Linked DNA regions of Macaca mulatta: regions 1 and 3 are each linked to region 2. A link is a contact called in public Hi-C data. All regions are on one chromosome and are shown on one strand. Each heading gives the region's core, a stretch centred on a gene start, on an enhancer-like site or on the middle of the called end of the contact. The rest is flanking DNA. Distances are from core to core; before and after follow the strand shown.

Region 1 (2,700 bases), core at 112-2,611, 37 kb after region 2:
GATCACTTGAGGTCAGGAGTTGGAGACCAGACTGGCCAACATGACGGAACCTCGTCACTACTAAAAATACAAAAATTAGCCGTGTGTGGTGGCATATGCCTGTAATCCCATCTACTTGGGAGGCTGAGGCAGGAGAATCGCTTGAACCCAGGAGGCAGAGGTTGCAGCGAACCAAGATCGGGCCATTGCACTCCAGCCTGGGGGACAAGAGCGAGACTTCGTCTAAAATAAAATAAAATAAAATAAAATAAAATAAATAACTAAAAAATAAAAAATACGTAACATTTATTTACTTCTCAAAGGTAAATTATAATACTTATCGCAGATGAGTATGGAGTCAAGAGCTCCATATATCTGTACCTGTCTAATCAGTCCCAGGTAAATCACTACAACGCTTAGCTTCCGCTCTCCCTTATATACAATAAAACAGTACTGCATAGGTATAAAGGTTGGGGGAAGTAAATGAAGTAAGCCCAGTGAAATGAAAATGTCTATTAACACAGTTCCCTCTCCCCTGCCCCCAATTTCTCCAGCTCCATTAAGGAAGGAAGTGCTATATGAAGAAGTCATTCCTTAATATGTGTTCAGACACTCTGTAGACAGAATTCTCAAAAGAGGGGTAGGGCATCAGGATCAACCAGGTGAGTCTACCCTCAAGCCATTAAAAAGGGTGTTAATACTAGACTCAGAACTTTAAAAGAAAAACGCACCGATCTCATTCATTGAAGTTATTTTTTGTGTGCAGAATAAAATTGTGTGAATAAAATGCAAGCAGCACCGTAAGTAGACCACAACCGGGGGAAAGAAACTGTAAGGCCCGAGTACGCATTATGGTACAGTACGTTCTCACCAGCTCCAATTCCTCTTCATCTAGGAGGGTTGGAAGCGCGGTTTTATCAGGGCACGGCGACAAAGGGGCTGAAACGCGGGCACTCGCTGGAGCGCAAACCCTCCCGACTCGAGGCGGGGAGAGATCTGGGCTCCGGAGAGGAGCGCCCCGTGCCCCACGGCCCGCCGGCTGCGGCGCTGAGGCGCGGAAAGCGGCGCGGGCCCGGCAAGCGATGTGCGCGGCGCCGGGGCTGAAAGCTGGCCGAGAGGGCGGAGGCGCGAGTCCCGCCCAGGCCGCGGAATAGTCCGCGGGCTCACACCTCCCCCGGGGAGGCGCCTCCGCCGGCAGCGCAGCCTAGGCCCGCGGGGAGGCTCCGCGCAGCCCCGCCGGGCCTCGGCCGGGCTCCGCGGCGCGGCCGTTACCTCGCCCCTCCTCCGAGCCCCCAACCTGCAGCCGCGGCCGTTCACCTGGTGGCATCCGCGACGTTCCTGATGAACAGGGAGGTGTTGGGGGGCCTCGTGTAGCGAGACATGACCGCTTCCTCTGTTCCCTCCGGGTGTGCCAGCGGCCGCTAGTCTCGCTCAGTCTCCCGCTACCGCCGCTGCCGCCACAGGAGCTCCGCCGGCCCCCGGCGCGACCCCCACCCCTCGGCCTCAGCCCCGCCAGCGCGCAGCCGCAGAGGCCGGCGCAGGGGGGGCGCAGCGCGGCGCCAGCCTGGACGCACGGGCCGGGGGCGGGGGCGGGGCCGGCGCGGCCCGGGGACCGCGGGAATCCCGAAGACAGGAGCGTGGCCGTTCCGAGGCCCTGTGGGATCCAGGTATGGAGGGTCCTGGAGTGCGACGGGATTTGGGGAGGGGGCGGCGGGGGCTAGTGTATGTCAGGAGGGCGGAAGCCAGAGGGGGCTTGGGGCCGCGGCGGGGACGTCGGGGGTTAGAGGACCCAGAGGTGGTGGCGGGGCTGCGGCTGGGCGGAGGTGGGGGCGGTAAGAGCCGCGTTCAACCGCGCCCCCGCCCAACCCCCTGGGCTCTCAGCGCATCGTCCTCAGCCCAGGACCTTGGCAGTTGGTAGGCCTCCTGCCCCTTTGGTCTTGAGCTTTCAGCTTTCCAACTGTGAGGTCTCGGTTTTGTTCGGATTTGTTTTTTAATAGAGACGGGGTCTCGCTGTGTTGCCTAGGTGGTCTCGAACTCCTGGGCTCAAGCCTCTCGTGCCTTGGCCTCCCAAAGTGCTGGGATTACAGGTGTGAGCCACCGCGCCTGGACTGTTGGATTTTTAAGTATTACATGATTCTTCATCCTTTATTCACTTGGGACATAACACTCAGCTGTGAGTACATTCATTCAAATGTTTATTGAGCGTCTACTATGTACCAGGCACTTAGCGTGGGATATAGCAATGAACAAACAGGCCAAGCCCCGCCCTCAGAGCTTACTTTCTAGAGAGGGGGACAAACGAATGTACAAATGAATACATGATGTAGGAGACAGCAGTTAAAATGCGGGGACAATTAAGCAAAATTTAAATTACCCTCTCCCCATTCCCCCAAAATGTTGTAGCCCATTCCCTTCTAGTTAGACTCTTGTGTTCGCTTTGCTCCTGTGGCCTGCAGGCACAGCCTGTTACTCAGCGCTGGCACTGTAACCAGGCAACTCCTGAGTGTGAAGAGTACCCCTTTTCGCTCTCTGAAGTGGTAGGCTTTGAAGAATACATGTCACGGTCACCCTTCTAGCTCACAGCCCTCCCAGAGGCTGTGGAGGTTCCTCAGTCTGCAGCTGTACTGGAACGGTGGCTATTCTTTCATTCAGAAGGGATTGCTTTGGCACTGCAGGCACAGGGCTAGACTGGCATCGTGCCTATTCCCCTGGAGCTTAGAA
Region 2 (2,704 bases), core at 125-2,624:
TCTAAAGGAAAAGAGGCAGCTTCTAAATTGTTTACCATGAATGTGTATGTTTACCATACAATATCATGGGCTATTGACTAGCTATACATTCTTTGTTATCTTAAATTCCAGAAACATAAAGATAATGCGTAGGCAGCTAAACAGGAACAAAATGCCTTTAAACAATTGCCCCAGGCATTAGTAGTGAAATGAATAGAATGACAGCCTGCCTACTTCGCAGAGCTGAGGTCTGATCTATTTTTCTTAGTACCTATTCATAAGAGTTGTTGTGAGGTTAAAGTGAGACAATTTATGTAAATAACAGTTCCTGGAACATAAATGCTTGATAAATTATGGCCACAATTCTTTTCTGTGGTTGAGCAGTGCGGGGAGATCATGAGAAATTTCTATCTACACGCAGCTAACAAAATACTCTGTATATTGCAGAACTGTTTCACTTTCTCCCTTTGAGATGCAAGCCGGATTGCCGCCTCCTCAAGTAACCAGGCACAATGTTGCGATCCCAAAGTCTCACAATCCTTCAACTATGAAGTCAGTAAAAACTCCAGCTTCCATTTATGGATTTACGCAGAACTTTTTATACATTGAGGGACTAATTCAATCAGTAAGTCGCTTTGATTTTTACTCTGATCACCGGGACTAATAAGCAGCGATGCCGAACCAAGTAAACGAAAGAATCGTGAGCCACACTTCAGTAGATATAATTTAAATGTAGACTGATTTTCTCCACGATTGCTAGGGAAGAAATCCTTACGGCGTACTTAGAAATCTTTATTTTAAAATGATAACGCTGTTATGTTGGGCTGAAAATAAAACGGATACTTCCCCAAGGTCAGCAGCGGAGGCGGCAACCGTGGCCTTGCCAGAGTCGTCCCCCTCTTCTCCGCCCCCGTTCTTCCTGCCGCCCTCCCCCTGCCCCCTCCCTTCCCCACCCCCATCAACAAACTCCGCCGGGACCTTTCAATCCCACCACTCCCTAGCCGGGCGAAGCGCGGGGGCGTGCTGGGGAGGGTAAGGAGGGTGGGGCGGAAACCCAATTTCATTGTTCCCGGGACCGACTCTTCCCGAAAGAGCTCCCTGGCAGCGCCTGCGCAGTGCGCGCTCTTTGTGCCAGGCTGCAGCAAGCTGGTTGTTTGTGTGTGTCTACCCAAAGCGGCGGAGGCGGAGCGAGGGGGCGTGGCCTGCCTTGTCGCACTCTGATTGGGCTTTCGCAGGGAAGTGGGCGGGCGCGGGGCGGAGCTTCCGATAACAACACTCGGAGCTGGGGCTGTGGCTATTTGTTGCTGCGCCGCCACCGCCCGAGTCATGTTCCGCGATCTTCTCTGGCTCTCCTAGCAGCATCCATCGCCGTCACCCTATTTTCACTGGCTTCACCTCCTTCTCTCCTCGTTGCTGAGCGACAAGCTTCCTAGCGCTATGACCGTCGTCTCCGTCCCGCAGCGGGAGCCGCTCGTCCTGGGTGGCCGCCTTGCGCCGCTTGGCTTTTCCTCCCGCGGTTACTTCGGGGCCCTCCCGATGGTGACCACGGCTCCGCCTCCTTTACCCCGGATCCCGGACCCCCGGGCACTGCCCCCGACCCTCTTCCTCCCTCACTTCTTAGGGGGAGATGGCCCGTGTCTGACTCCGCAGCCTCGCGCTCCAGCAGCTCTGCCCAACCGCAGCCTCGCCGTGGCGGGAGGCACCCCTCGGGCAGCGCCGAAGAAGCGGCGAAAGAAGAAGGTGCGGGCCAGCCCCGCAGGGCAGCTGCCCAGCCGCTTCCACCAGTACCAGCAGCACCGGCCGAGTCTGGAGGGCGGCCGGAGCCCGGCGACCGGCCCGAGCGGAGCAGCGCAGGAGGTTCCGGGCCCGGCCGCCGCCTTGGCCCCGAGTCCTGCAGCCGCAACCCGCACGGAGGGAGCCAGCCCCGACCTTGCCCCGTTGCGGCCCGCGGCTCCCGGCCAAACCCCGCTCAGGAAAGAAGTAAGGGCTGCCAGCGGGCCTTTGGGGAGTCGGGCCCTTAGACGGTCGCGGCTGAGCTCTGGGGCTGCAGGTCCTGCACCGGGGGGGTCGGACGGGTGGGGGCGGGGTGGGGGGGCGGCTGTTTACTCGGGAGGGAAGTTTCCGTGACGCCCTCTCCATTCTTGCTTTGGGGGAAGAAGGGGGAAGGGGAGGCATGCGCTGGTGCTTCTGATTGGCTCCCAGGAGTCGGCCAATGAGAAGCGCCGCTGCGCCCCAGCAACAGCCCCGATTTAGAAGGCTGGCGGCGTTCCAGGGGGTTTCGGCGTTCCGGGCGCGCGGCGGTGTGGGGGCAGGGACGGGGCCCCCGGGAGGGCTGACGTCAGCGCGCGCTACGTGCCCGGCGCTACGGCGCCCATGAAGGAGGCGAGGCCGGGTGTGGGCGGCCAGGGAAGGACGGGGCCCCGCTATCGGCCTCCCGGCTGTCGAGAGCCCCAGTCCTAATCGGTGAAACGCGGAGACGGATTCTGACGTCCCGCCGTGGGGGGTGGAGTGGGCTCTGAGCAGCTCGGTTTCGTTTGGAGTTGTGCCGAAATATGAGGTGCCCCGTGTGGGACGCGCAGTCCAGCTGGGGCTCTGCCCGCCGCGGGCTTGACCTACTTAATGGTTTCTTCTAAGTTCGGAGTTGGCAGGAGCCGCACAAAACTGATTTTATTACCGTTGCCACTGTGTACTTCGTGTTAGTGTGTCCAGAAGAAGTTTTCAGAAG
Region 3 (2,700 bases), core at 25-2,524, 56 kb after region 2:
GAGAAAGATTTATTAAGTATCACCAAGGGGGCCCAGGAATTTAATAACACATTTGTTGTTTTTAGAGCTGAGTTTTTGTTAGAGTGTTAACTGAGAAAGAAAGTGTTTGCAGACGCAAATGGAATGTGACATTTACTCTGGTATTATTAGCATATAGAGTAGTAAAAACAGTAGTTGATAGTCTTCCTGCATGTTAGTTTCCTTTAGACTTATTTTCAAAATATACATTTGGTTTATCACAACATATTGTGTCCCACTTAACATAGTTGAGACAAATTAAGGAAAGATGATAGGGTATGAAGAGCTGATAGAAGCTTTTAATATGTGGGAAACCTCAGAATATAAACATCTACAGTGTTATTAATAGGCATATCGTCAACAACAGTTTTTCAGACTTTGTGCTTCACTCTGGAGAAAAACAAGAGCATCACATCTTGAATTTTTTCATTGGGTAATTAAAAAACCCAGTTATAATGTAACACCAGCTGAACATATCATGTTAGTGGAGTTCAGCATCAATTAAAATTATTAACGAAACCCGTCATATGTTCCTTTTCAAAGCTGTTCAAGACAACTGTCCAAATCAACAAAACAGTATGAATATTTATTACCATAAATCTTTTAACTCTTTGGTTTTAACTCATTTCAAATTTTTAGTTCTACTCTATTCAAATAAATTATTATATAATAGCTAATACATACCAAGAGCTTACTGCATAATCTAGCTGCTGTTCCAGACAGTAACTAATGAGAAAACTGTAGAGAGTAGCTGCAGCTTTTAGTAATACAACCTCAAGAAGAAAGTGGGGGCAGTACCGAAACTTACGTATAGTACCGTCCTTAGTACAGCATTGACACTGATGGCCTCCTTCAGGAAATACAAACCTGGTGAGGTTTTTAATTACTAATGCTAGAGAGTGGCGTTTTTCCGAGGACTATGTTCCACTTGGTCTGTCTCTGATGGCTATTAACTAATAAAACCGTTCTCATTCTGCTGCTGTGGGAAGTAAGCAACAACGGAAAAGTAAGCGATAATCTTAGAGCATAACTCAGAAGGCCAGAGCAGCCAAGGAGGTGGTAGAGTCCCGAGCCCCGCCTTCTCCACAGCCCCCCCAAAAACCCCACAGCGGGGCAGAGCGCCTGGCAGGGTGCCAGCGGCCGCCAGCGTTTCCCGCGGGGCGCCGGGGGCGGCCCCGGGACTGGAGGCGGCGCCTCGGGAGCTGTGTGGTGGGCGGCGGGCGGGCGTGCTCCGCCGGGGTCTTGGAGGCCGCTGGGCGCGTGCGCGGGCGGTTGCTACCTGCAGCCGAGCGAGGGAGCGAGAGGGCACCGAGAGCAGCTGGCTCGAGCAGCATGAGGCCAGGAGTGGAGCGGTCCGTGGAAGGGGGCGCATACGATGGCAGCTCCGAGCTGGAGCTACTGAAGCTGCGCGCGGCGGAGTGCATCGACAAGGCGGCCGAGCGGCTGGGGGCCCTGAGTCGCGCGATCTGGAGCCAGCCCGAGCTGGCCTACGAGGAGCACCATGCCCACCGCGTGCTGACGCACTTCTTCGAGCGGGAGCCGCCAGCCGCCTCCTGGGCAGTGCAGCCGCATTACCAGCTGCCCACGGCCTTCCGCGCCGAGTGGGAGCCGCCGGAGGCCCGGGCGCCGAGCGCCGCGCCACGCCCGCTGCACCTGGGCTTCCTCTGCGAGTACGACGCGCTGCCTGGCATCGGCCACGCCTGCGGCCACAACCTCATCGCCGAGGTCGGGGCGGCGGCCGCGCTGGGCGTGAGGGGGGCCCTGGAGGGCCTCCCCAGGCCGCCTCCGCCCGTGAAGGTGAGGTGGGGCCCGGGTGCGGGACCCCATCCGACTGCCCGGGAAGGGCGGGACCCTGGTGCGTCCCGCGCGTCTCGGTGCCCTTCCGCCCGTGACAGGTGTGTGCGGGACCGCGGTAAACCTAAGGGCCTCGCCTCTGCGCAGGAGCAGAGCTGAACCGCCAGTCAAAGTCGGTTCGCGTTGCTGACCTAGCAACATCTTGCAGATTATTGTTTCCTCCTCTCTCGTTGTAAACAGCTCTGCTGAGTTGTTCCCTTAGGAAAGAACTTACACCCAAGCCTGGTGTGTATTACGGGTTATTTTTGGTAACTGAGAGGCCACCGCAATTTGCTGACAAGGTTGTGCCATCAATCCCAGAAGGAAATAACTTTTTGTAGGGAATCGTACGGCCCCTTTTTATTCGTCTCCAAATCTTTTGTTTGTGGCAGTCCTGGGAAATGTTGTGATCCAAGTCATTGGTATTTAGATAGGAATTTTCAGTCGCTAAACCACCAAACCCCTAGAAGTATACAAATAGAGGGGAAGTGAATGAGCATTATACATAGATGCTTAATATATCCTTAAGTCTTAATTTTTATTTTGTCTTATGATTTTAAGAAATATCTCGTCTTTTTAAACGGGGAAATGTCGTTTATGTTTTTCGTGGGGCAAGTTTAATCCTGTGTTACTCTGTTTTTCCAGATGGTATATTCTACACTGTGAGCTAAGATTCAGTCGTCATTCAGGTTAAGGGGAAAAGAAATGTTTTATTTTCATACTCTTTAGCTCATTTTCCCCAGTGTCGGTAACCTTCCTCTTTTATCCTAACACTACATCTTTTGTGGCTTTTTCACTTTAGTTGCCTTCTCTTTTCTGTCTCTGGGGGCTTGTTTTTGTATTTGTTAG

What was found. A called contact is a pair of places that touch in the nucleus more often than the background predicts.
Region 1: a Hi-C map of fetal cortex germinal zone shows a contact between it and region 2, with 1.7 times the contacts expected there. The contact joins the promoter of SRSF12 here to the promoter of PNRC1 in region 2. A contact is called at or near these places in 2 of 14 Hi-C or Micro-C datasets (blood and fetal cortex germinal zone).
Region 3: a Hi-C map of cortical neurons shows a contact between it and region 2, with 4 times the contacts expected there. The contact joins the promoter of PM20D2 here to the promoter of PNRC1 in region 2. A contact is called at or near these places in 3 of 14 Hi-C or Micro-C datasets (blood, cortical neurons and fetal cortex germinal zone).

The regions. Positions count from the first base shown.
Region 1 is chr4:96,868,682-96,871,381 of T2T-MMU8v2.0, reverse strand. SRSF12 (serine and arginine rich splicing factor 12) reads right to left here and starts at 1,361. Exons shown (of 5, transcript NM_001195585.2): 1 at 1,297-1,361. The coding sequence starts at 1,361.
Region 2 is chr4:96,906,189-96,908,892 of T2T-MMU8v2.0, reverse strand. It overlaps PNRC1 (proline rich nuclear receptor coactivator 1), which reads left to right and starts at 1,374. Exons shown (of 2, transcript NM_001266366.1): 1 at 1,374-1,959. The coding sequence starts at 1,417.
Region 3 is chr4:96,850,484-96,853,183 of T2T-MMU8v2.0, reverse strand. PM20D2 (peptidase M20 domain containing 2) reads left to right here and starts at 1,274. Exons shown (of 7, transcript XM_001095121.5): 1 at 1,274-1,815. The coding sequence starts at 1,351.